Linked DNA regions of Macaca fascicularis: region 2 is linked to region 1. The links are chromatin contacts, called in public Hi-C maps. All regions are on one chromosome and are shown on one strand. Each heading gives the region's core, a stretch centred on a gene start, on an enhancer-like site or on the middle of the called end of the contact. The rest is flanking DNA. Distances are from core to core; before and after follow the strand shown.

What was found. Hi-C and Micro-C count contacts between places; a contact is called where the count stands out from the background.
Region 2: a contact with region 1 is called in a Hi-C map of skeletal muscle, with 4 times the contacts expected there. The contact joins the enhancer-like site here to the promoter of MYH9 in region 1. A contact is called at or near these places in 2 of 2 Hi-C or Micro-C datasets (liver and skeletal muscle).

Annotation. Positions count from the first base shown.
Region 1 is chr10:15,292,249-15,296,932 of T2T-MFA8v1.1, reverse strand. It overlaps MYH9 (myosin heavy chain 9), which reads right to left and starts at 1,927. Exons shown (of 41, transcript XM_065522178.1): 1 at 1,768-1,927.
Region 2 is chr10:15,357,427-15,362,110 of T2T-MFA8v1.1, reverse strand. MYH9 (myosin heavy chain 9) reads right to left here. Exons shown (of 41, transcript XM_065522178.1): 5 at 3,910-4,003. Among named protein-coding and RNA genes, the nearest start is that of MYH9, 65 kb to the right of the region's middle. Within about 2 kb of position 2,445, at least 1 of the 6 cell types and tissues checked has an H3K27ac peak or open chromatin away from gene starts, as enhancers often do.

The DNA.
Region 1 (4,684 bases), core at 678-3,177:
CTCGTTCTGCCACTTTCCCCTTGAGGACTGTAAACTCCCCAAGGGCAGAGGCAGGGCCCGGGATTTCACAGGGCAGTCTGGCTCCCTTCTCCCAATCTCCATGACTCACAGTACCTTTCCGGGGTCCCTGTCATCTCCACCTCACGTTAGACTCATCTACGGATTTGTCTCAGTTCTCCCCTAAGTGCCCATGGGCATGGGCCAGGTCTTACTCAACTCCCATCCCCCACCACCTGCCAGAGTCCCTGGCACAGAGAGGGCAGTTAAATATTTGCTCAATTACACATCTGTGTCCTCTTCCCCCCACATAGCAGCCTTGTATACAAACTGACTATTATTAATTGAGTGATTGTCTCAAAAGGCCTCCCTCCTTACCAAAAAGGAACTCCTAAGCCATCAGGTGAGCCAAACACTGGCCCAGACAGTGGAGTTAGAATGGCCACAGTGTTGCGCCGCATGGAGAAGGAGCCAAGGTTCTCTTCCCTTTCCACAGTTACTGAACAGTTACTTTGAAATCCTGTTAAACCCAGAAAAGGGCGCAGTGAACCGAAAAGTGGCTGGGCCTCTCAACTGCCCGGTGGAGAGAGCGCCTGCCTCCACGACCTGGGACTTCCCAAGGAGTCTGCTCTCCACACCGGCTGGGTGGGGCCGAACGTTCACCCTGCCCCCCACCTCAGGACAGCCGGCAAGCTAGTGCTGGGGGTGCTGCCTCTCAGTTTGAAACAGCGGGGCTTTCCTGGAGGAATGAGGATGCCGCCGTCCTATCTCCTGCGCGTGGCCCCAGAACAGGATGGGGTGGGGACTCCAGCACAGGGAAGCGGGTGCGGGGAGTGGAGAATAGAAAACTCCGATCTGGCTCAAACAGGAAAGATGCAATCGCCCAGGCCTGGTCGTAACGGCAGAGCCAGCTGCCGCCGCGCCCCGCCCGGGCAGGATGGCCCCTGGGTGCGGTGGAATCAGGTGCACGCCTGGGCGGCCCCGACGGCTGCTGCATTCCGGGCCTCCCTCCCCCGGGGAACAGAAGTCGGAGGTCGAGGGCTGGAGCAGGGGCTGGGGGTGGCCCTTCCTGCCTCGCGCCCAGGTCCCCGCCGGGTCCTCCTTGTCCGGGCAGCCGCCGCACCTCCCCCGGGCCCTCCTCGGCCAGCCTGACGGCAGCGGGCGAATGAGGAAGTCGGCCGCGGAGGCGGAAACCGGGCCGGGTGCAAGGTCTGCAGCGGGACGGTCCGACTCTGACTCAGGAGGACGCCCTGACAGCTGCCAAACGGTGCCCGCTGCCCGTTACCTCCGTGCCTCAGACGCCAGGAACTTCCACCGGAGCGGCTGCCCCGGGCTCCCAACCCGTGAGGCTGGGTCCCAGGGGCCGCGGCTCCCGGAAGGGGTTAAAAAGTTTGCCAGAGTCGGGCCTGGGCGAGGCGAGGCGAGGGCGGGGCGCGTGCCCCAGCGGCAGGGGGAGGTCGGCTCCGGTGCCCAGTCCTGGGACCGCACCGGGGAACACGAGGGGCGCAGGGGAGCGCGGGTCCCGAGGCCGCCCCTGCACCCCGAGGCCTCGCTGCCGCCGGCCCCCTCCCCGAGTTCCCGCGCGGGGGTCCCGGTCCCCCTGGGAAGGATGCGGTGCCGGGCACCGGGCCGCCGGCGTCCGCGCCTGCCCGCGCGGGTGGCGGGCCGCACCGAGCCCAAGAACCACAAGTCGGCCCGGCGGCCGCGCGTCTCGCCCCCGCCCGCCCGCCGCCGCCTGCCCGGGGCGGGACCGCGGTGGGGCTCGCTCACCTGAACCTGGATCTGCCCCGGGAACAGGAGCTGGTCTCCCGAGAGGACTTTCTCGAGCGCTCGGGCGGCGGCCGGGTGGGGCGAGCGCACGAGGCGGGAGCTGCAGCAGGTCAGCCTTGCTCAGCCTTCAGTGCCCTGCCCAGGAACCGCGGTGATCTGCGCGCCTCACCGCACCCAGCTCGGCTCCTCGCCGCCTTCCCGCCCCGCCCTCGGAGTCGCGGGCCCATTCCCAGCCCGGAGCCGGCTCCGGGGCGGAGCCTGGAGGCACAATCCCGCCCTCCTTCCTGCTTCACCCACTGCAGGCCGCGCCTGGCTTTGATGGGCAGACGTGTTGGCCTCTGGAAAGGGGAGTGGGCGGAGCCTCTGCGGCCAGATGGGTGGGGATTCATCCTCCTCTTTCGCCCCCACCTCACCACCCGCTCCACCTTCCTCCGCTTCCTAGGCGGGAGCCCCGCCCTCTAGGGCGGGTCCAACGGACAGCCAGGTTCTAGGATAGGATTGACACAGAGGGAATCCAATCAGGAGGCGGCAACTCGGGGCGCGGAGGGCTCCGGGCCGGGATTTTGGTGCCTTGCCTGGGCCGGGGCGAGGCCCGCCGGGAGCCGACAGTGAAGGTCTGGAACTCCCCGCCCCGGAGGCCGACTGGGAAGGTCTGGATACCCCGCCCCGCGAGCTGTGCTCTCAGTCTCCTGTCATCCCACCAGAAGGACAGATATTAAGTACCATATATGGGAAAAATGCTATTTTACATAATTATGATCCCTGTGGGGGCGGGCATGGACTCAACCCTGGATTCCATTGTGGGCGTCTTGAGTTCGATTCCTGACCCTGCCTCTTTAGAGACCGCACGTTGCTGCCTTTCAGCCTCCAAACCTTTGCTCTGGCCGTTCTTTCAGCCTGGAATACCCTTCGGAGCCTCTCTTCACCTCCATGTCATTAACTCGCATACATCCTTTCAGATGCTTGTTACAAATTGCACTTTTTTTTGTTGTTACTGTCCACTACAAGAGGATAAAAAATGTTTTCATTTTTAAATGAAAAATCTTTTGATCCATCTGGAATTTATTTTTGGGGTGAGGAAGAAACCTGACATAATTTTTGTAAAAGCCACTTGTCCAGACACTATTTCCTCCACTGATTTTAGTTGGCACCTTCATCGCCTATTCAACTATTTTATACTTTAAGCTGTTTCTGACTTGTATACATTGATCTTTCTGTGTGCACCTGTGCCAATCCTTCAATGCTTTAATGATGATACCTTTATAATACATTCTATATCTATGAGGGTAAATTTCTCATCCTTACTCTTTCTTACTGGAATGTTCTTCCTATCATGACGAAACTGTTCTTCCAAATTAACTTCAGAAAAAAAACTATGTTCTAAAGGCAAAAAAAAGCTGGGAAAAAAAAGATTTTGCAACTCTGTGACAAAGAATTACTATCAGCAGTATATAAAGATCTCTTCCCAGTTGATAAGAAAAACCTCAGCGGGGCACGGTGGCTCACGCCTGTAATCACAACACTTTGGGAGGCCGAGGCAGGCGGATCACCTGAGGTTGGGAGTTCAAGACCAGCCTGACCAACATGGAGAAACCCCGTCTCTACTAAAAATGCAAAAAAATTAGCCAGGCATGGTGGCCCATGCTTGTAATCCCAGCTACTCAGGAGGCTGAGGCAGGAGAATCGCTTGAACCCAGGAGGCGGAGGTTGCAGTGAAAAGAGATCATGCCATTGCACTCCAGCCTGGACAACAAGAGCGAAACTGCGTCTCAAAAAACACGAAAAAAGAAAGAAAAAGAAAAACCTCAAAGACTCCAAAATAAAAATGGCCAAAAACAGGAACAGGTGATTTTAAAGAAGAATTATAAATGGCCAATAATAATTTTTTAAAAGTCATCAGAGGCCGGGCACAGTGGCTCACACCTGTAATCCCAGCACTTTGGGAGGCTGAGGTGGGCGGATCACGAGGTCAGCAGATCAAGACCATCCTGGCTAACATGGTGAAACCCCGTCTCTACTAAAAATACAAAAAATTAGCTGGGCATGGTGGCACACGCCTGTAGTCCCAGCTATTCAGGAGGCTGAGGCAGGAGAATGGTGTGAACCCGGGAGGCGGAGCTTGCAGTGAGCCCAGACAGAGTCAGACTGTCTCCAGACATACAGAGCCTGGGCGACAGAGTGAGACTCCATCTCAAAAAAAAAAAAAAGTCATCAGAAATGCAAACAAAACAACATAGCATGCCATTTTCACCTAATTCAAAAAAATAAAAATAAAAATGCTCAATATTGGTCAGGTTTACAGATACAGATGAGAAAGTAAATTGATCAATTATATCTGAGAATTCATCCTTAAAGGCATTAGAAAAGTACACAGAGGCCGGGTGCGGTGGCTCACTCCTGTAATCCCAGCACTTTAGGAGGCCGAGGCGTGCGGATCACTTGAAGTCGGGAGTTCAAAACCAGCCTGACCAACATGGAGAAACCCCATCTCTACTGAAAATACAAAATTAGCCTGGATGGTGGCGCATGCCTGTAATCCGGCTTCTCAGGAGGCTGAGGCAGGAGAATCGCTTGAACCCAGGAGGCAGAGGTTGCGGTGAGCCGAGATCGTGCCATTGCACTCCAGCCTGGGCAACAAGAGCAAAACTCCGTCTAAAAAAAAAAAAAAAAAGAAAGAAAAGTACACAGATATGAACTTTTTTTTTTTTTTTTTTTTTTTTGAGATGGAGTCTCGCTCTGTCGCCCAGGCTGGAGTGCAGTGGCCGGATCTCAGCTCACTGCAAGCCCCGCATCCCGGGTTCACGGCATCCCGGGTTCACGCCATTCTCCTGCCTCAGCCTCCCGAGTAGCTGGGACTACAGGCGCCCGCCACCTCGCCCGGCTAATTTTTTTTGTATTTTAGTAGAGACAGGGTTTC
Region 2 (4,684 bases), core at 1,196-3,695, 65 kb before region 1:
GATCTGGAAAATATACACGCTCATCTAATCTGTGTCCTGATAAATGCTTCACTTTCTGTATCAGCCCCTCCACTGCTGCACCCAAAACCCACCACGGCAGGCAATGAGCACGGGATCCATGAGGCCCACTTTGGGCTGCAAGCTATTTACTGAGAATGTCACTAAATCCTGCTGTGCACTCCAGGGGTGCTTTGTGGTAGACAAAATGCACCCTTGTGCCTTCTTATCCCTACACCCTCACCATACTCAGGGGGCAGGACAGAGCGGCCCCATTTCACAGAAGAGGAAGCTGAGGCCAAGGGAGAGGAATGACGTGCTCAAGGTCATCCAGCTGTCAATTAGCAGAGCGGGCTGGCAGAACTCCAGTCCCCTACCTAACCCGTCGGCCACTGCCCTATCTTCACACCTGTGCAGCAGGCCCATGCAACCAGGGAATAACTAATGCTGACTGAGGAAACTAGGGAGCTGGTTCCCCTTAATGCCTGAGTGCCCTCTGGGGGAAAGAACATCACACAAGGGCCAGGCCAGGCTTTGTATTTATTAAAGACTGGAGTCAAGCCAGGGTTTTCCGGGAACAGCAGCCGCCTGTGAGTGATGACAAGGAAAACTGGGAGGAATAGGAGCTCCCAGGACAGCCACGGACCCTGGCCTTACAAGCACACCTGCCATAGACGAGACTCATCTGCAGAGCACTGGGGACACTCTGGAGTCTAGCCAAGCCAGACTGGAAGCCCACCTGAGACCACAAGGGACAGAGCAGAGCCTCCTCCTCTGGCAGTCCTCCTAGGCCAGGATCCCCCAACCCAGGGCTAGGAAGCCTTCTGCTTGTGAACCATCCAGACAAGTGAGGGCATTGCCCTAGTGCCCGCCCCTGAAGGAGGGTCAGCGGGGCCAGGTCAGAGGGCAGGGGTCAAGCCCACAGAGCAGGCTCTACATGTGCGCTGGGCACCAGTGGTAACTGGACACCGGGTTTCCACCCACAGGCCTCGGGCGGGCCTAGGAAGTCGGCTGAGGCAGCCCACGGAGCCAGATTTGGATGAGAATGGCTCCCACACCCACTACGCCGTTCCTCTCACAGCACAGGCCAGGCTGCCAGGCTGGCTGAACCGCTCCCGTTCCCGCAGACAGAAGGGAGCGCGGCCCCCTCCAGGGCCTGTGCTTGCCCTGGCTTGGAGGCAAACTGAGGCCTCTGTTTGGGACCACACGCTGTTGCCGTGGAAAGTGGGGCCGCGGGGCCAAGTCGGGAGCAGCCACTTCAGATTCCAGAGCCGTGTTCCCTGCTGACAACAGTGATGACTAACCTATGGCTTTTCCTCTACTGACATCTAATTGGGCACAGAAGAGATTTTAATTTTTCAATGAAATCTGCATAACATGAAGTGACGTGGTACTGTCTAAGGTTAGGGGTTACCCATTGGTTTCTGAAGGGCTTCACTGGGTGGTGTTTCTGCCAGTGAGCCCCAACAAGAACACAAATAACAGACCAGGGAGAGGCAAAGGTCACCATTTAGGCTCCGGGCATCTGCCCGGAAAGCTCCTTGGACCAAGCTCTGCTTTGCCAACCCGCAGCCCAGGCCAAACCTGGCCTCCCCACAGCAAGGTGAGGTCTGGAACAACCCCTCTGCTGGTATTGGGAGGGTCAACTTGGCCACTGCAAGCGAGAGACTGCTGGCTCCCAAACCAAGTTCAAGGGTGTTCCATGCTCCGGCTGCCTGTGGAAAATCACAGCACAGCTTCAGGCAAGGAAATCAACCAAACCGGCCAATGGCCTTTCACACTAACAGCCTGAGCTGTGACTGGAACCCTGGGGCAACCTACTCCCTCACTCTAGTGGGCTCAGGGCAGGGACAGGGTGCCTAGCAAAGTCTGCATTTTGACAGCATGGCTCCCACTGTCACCCCCAACCCCAGCCTGCTGTCTTTGCTGAGTGCTGCCTTCCCCTCTACAACAGGAACCCCCGATGTAAGGCATATGAGCTATTTCACTGCTCTCTGTGTCCTGTCTCCTGTCTTCCAGGACAGGGACTCCAGTGTCACCCTCCCAAGAACCAGTCATGTACTAGGCAGTCAATAAATACTTGGGAAAAGGATTTTACTGCAAATTCGGAGATGGAAAACCACGGCTAGAGAACTCCTAACCTCACAGCTTTGTTTTTAAAATAGGCCTCCTAAAAAGAATGCAAAATGGGGGGTAGGGGAGGGAGACAGGGAGAGAGGGAGATACGGAGACAGGGGGAGAGGGAGAGAGAAGAAAAGAAACTTTATTAGTTTCTAAATATAACTCCTGACACCCCATGGAAAAAGATTCCAAATGTCTTGAGAAGCTTGGCACATGAAAAGTTACTTTTGGTTGGGTTCCAGAAGACTGTACTCATTAGGCCATTCTGCAGGCCACACCCCAGACCTGCATGCAGACTCACACCCCTCCTTACTTACGAACGCCGCACACGGCACGCCAGTAAGGTGGAGCCGCCGCTGGGAGCGACCAAGACCAAGCTCCCCCTGACGGCTTCAAGGAACACCACTGGCACTTAGGTTTCACAGGGGAGTTTAAGAGTGTGCTTGAGAGACAGCGTCCCACAGCCATGCTTGTCTGATCACCCCAACCTCTGAAAAACTCCAACATGAGAACTCCCCAGCACTGCTTCTGACTGGCACGGCGGTGGCAGGCGAGGGCCGCCGGCCATCTGCATCTGGTCTGGACCACAGAGCATGGAGGGCTCCGTGAGAGCGGAGTCCCCGCCCACCGTGCCGGGGTCAAGTTCTGCATGGGACATGACAGCTATAGTGCGCTGTGGGGAAATCTGGGCGTGACTGGAGTTTCTGAGAACTAGGTGTGAGGCCCATCTCCATTCTGCAGGGACTGTCACTTCAGAGTGCACAGGAGGTCACTGTGTGCCACACCCAGCCCCTCCTCCCAAGACAGTCAGTGAGCTGAGCCTAAAAGAAGAGCTCTAGCTGCAGAAAGTGACAAGTGTGGGGTGAAAAGCTGCTTAGAACAAAATACAGAATTCAAGGGCACACGATGGGCAGAACACGCATTCCCAGTGCAGAACGTGCAGTAAAACGTGCAGCTCACCTAGCGAGGACGCTGCTGGTTCAACCATAATCCATCAAAAGGGAGAGGAAAAAAATGGAGGTGAGATGACTTTCCAATTGCCCTTTCTCTCTTCGCTGGGGTGGTGGGGTTGGGTGGCTGTCTGCCCAGAGGCATTTCTTTTTTTTTTTTTGAGACGGGGTCTCACTGTCACCCAGGCTGGAGTACAGTGGCGTGATCTGGGCTCGCTGCAAGCTCCGCCTCCCGGGTTCACGCCATTCTCCGGCCTCAGCCTCCCGAGTAGCTGGGACTACAGGCGCCCGCCACCACGCCCGGCTAATTTTTTGTATTTTTAGTAGAGACGGGGTTTCAACATGTTGGCCAGGATGGTCTCGATTTCCTGACCTTGTGATCCGCCCACCTCGGCCTCCCAAACTGCTGGGATTACAGGTGTGAGCCACCGCGCCCGGCCCACCCAGAGGCATTTCAACATCAGGGGAAAGAAATGGATTCAAACACAGCCTCCATCAACTTGAGGACCAAGTCTTGGAATCTGCCTTCCAGCCTCAGAAGCGGGGGGACACACAGCAATGAGCTGCAAACGCCAAGAGGGCTGCTACGCAAACTCCAGGACCTCACCAGTTTCCACAGCAACTCAGAAGGCTAGGAGGCCAAGGACAGAATGGGCTTGCTATCGCTGGACCACTCCCAGGACAGGCCACGCCGTCGCCTCAATGGAAATGGGCCCAGCCTCTGCTTCATTCCCCAAAGCATCCTCATGTAAAGCTGAAGCCACGACCACTAAGTGCTCTTCCTCCATCATCCCACCAAGGCCCAGCAAGTGGCCGCGGGGACGAGGACCACAGCGCTCACCTGGTCCTTCTTGCTCTTGTGCGAGGACGCCACGTACGCCAGATACTGGATGACCTTCTTGGTGTTCTCTGTCTTGCCAGCTCCAGATTCACCCCTACCAAGAGAGGCAAGGAAGTCTCAAGCTTAGGCATGGCCAAGTCCTTGACCTCTGTCCCTTCCCACTGCACACTCCACTGCCTCACATTCTGTCAGGTGCCCATGAAGGACCCAACGTGTGGCAGAAAAAGGAATTGCCACATAAACGCTCTGGAATCCTCATGCAGTCCACTTCCCATGGCTCTCCAGGGGCTGGATAGAAGTAAACTGAAATCCACTGCCTGCCCTGGTCACTTGGCAGCCTTCACATCCAAGTGTTTTAAAAATCAGTTTTAGGCAGCTGTGGACTTAGGGGTCAAAGGCACTTGTACATGTTCCTTTGAAACGTCACTTGAAGGAACGTTCTGTGCCATTAACTCTCTCGGCAATGAGGTTTATGGATCTCCTTGTTAAGTTAAAAGGTGAGAGGCCCCAGTGTCCACTTCAATCCAGGTAAAGAAAAGCCACCATCCAGAGCAAGAAGGAATGCCTTCCGCCCAGAAGTTACGGAGGAGCTGGTTCCCAGCCGGATTGGGGGGAAATCTTGCTTTTCCTTTCTGCCATAAGCGCCACCTTCCTTCCCACTGGCTCCTGGAGGAAGGATGATTCAGACTGAACTCATCCATGCGGTGGGATCGCTGAGTAGCAAACATACAAACTGAAGTCCTGTCCCATGGAGAAGCGGAGGAGGGGGCCTTGA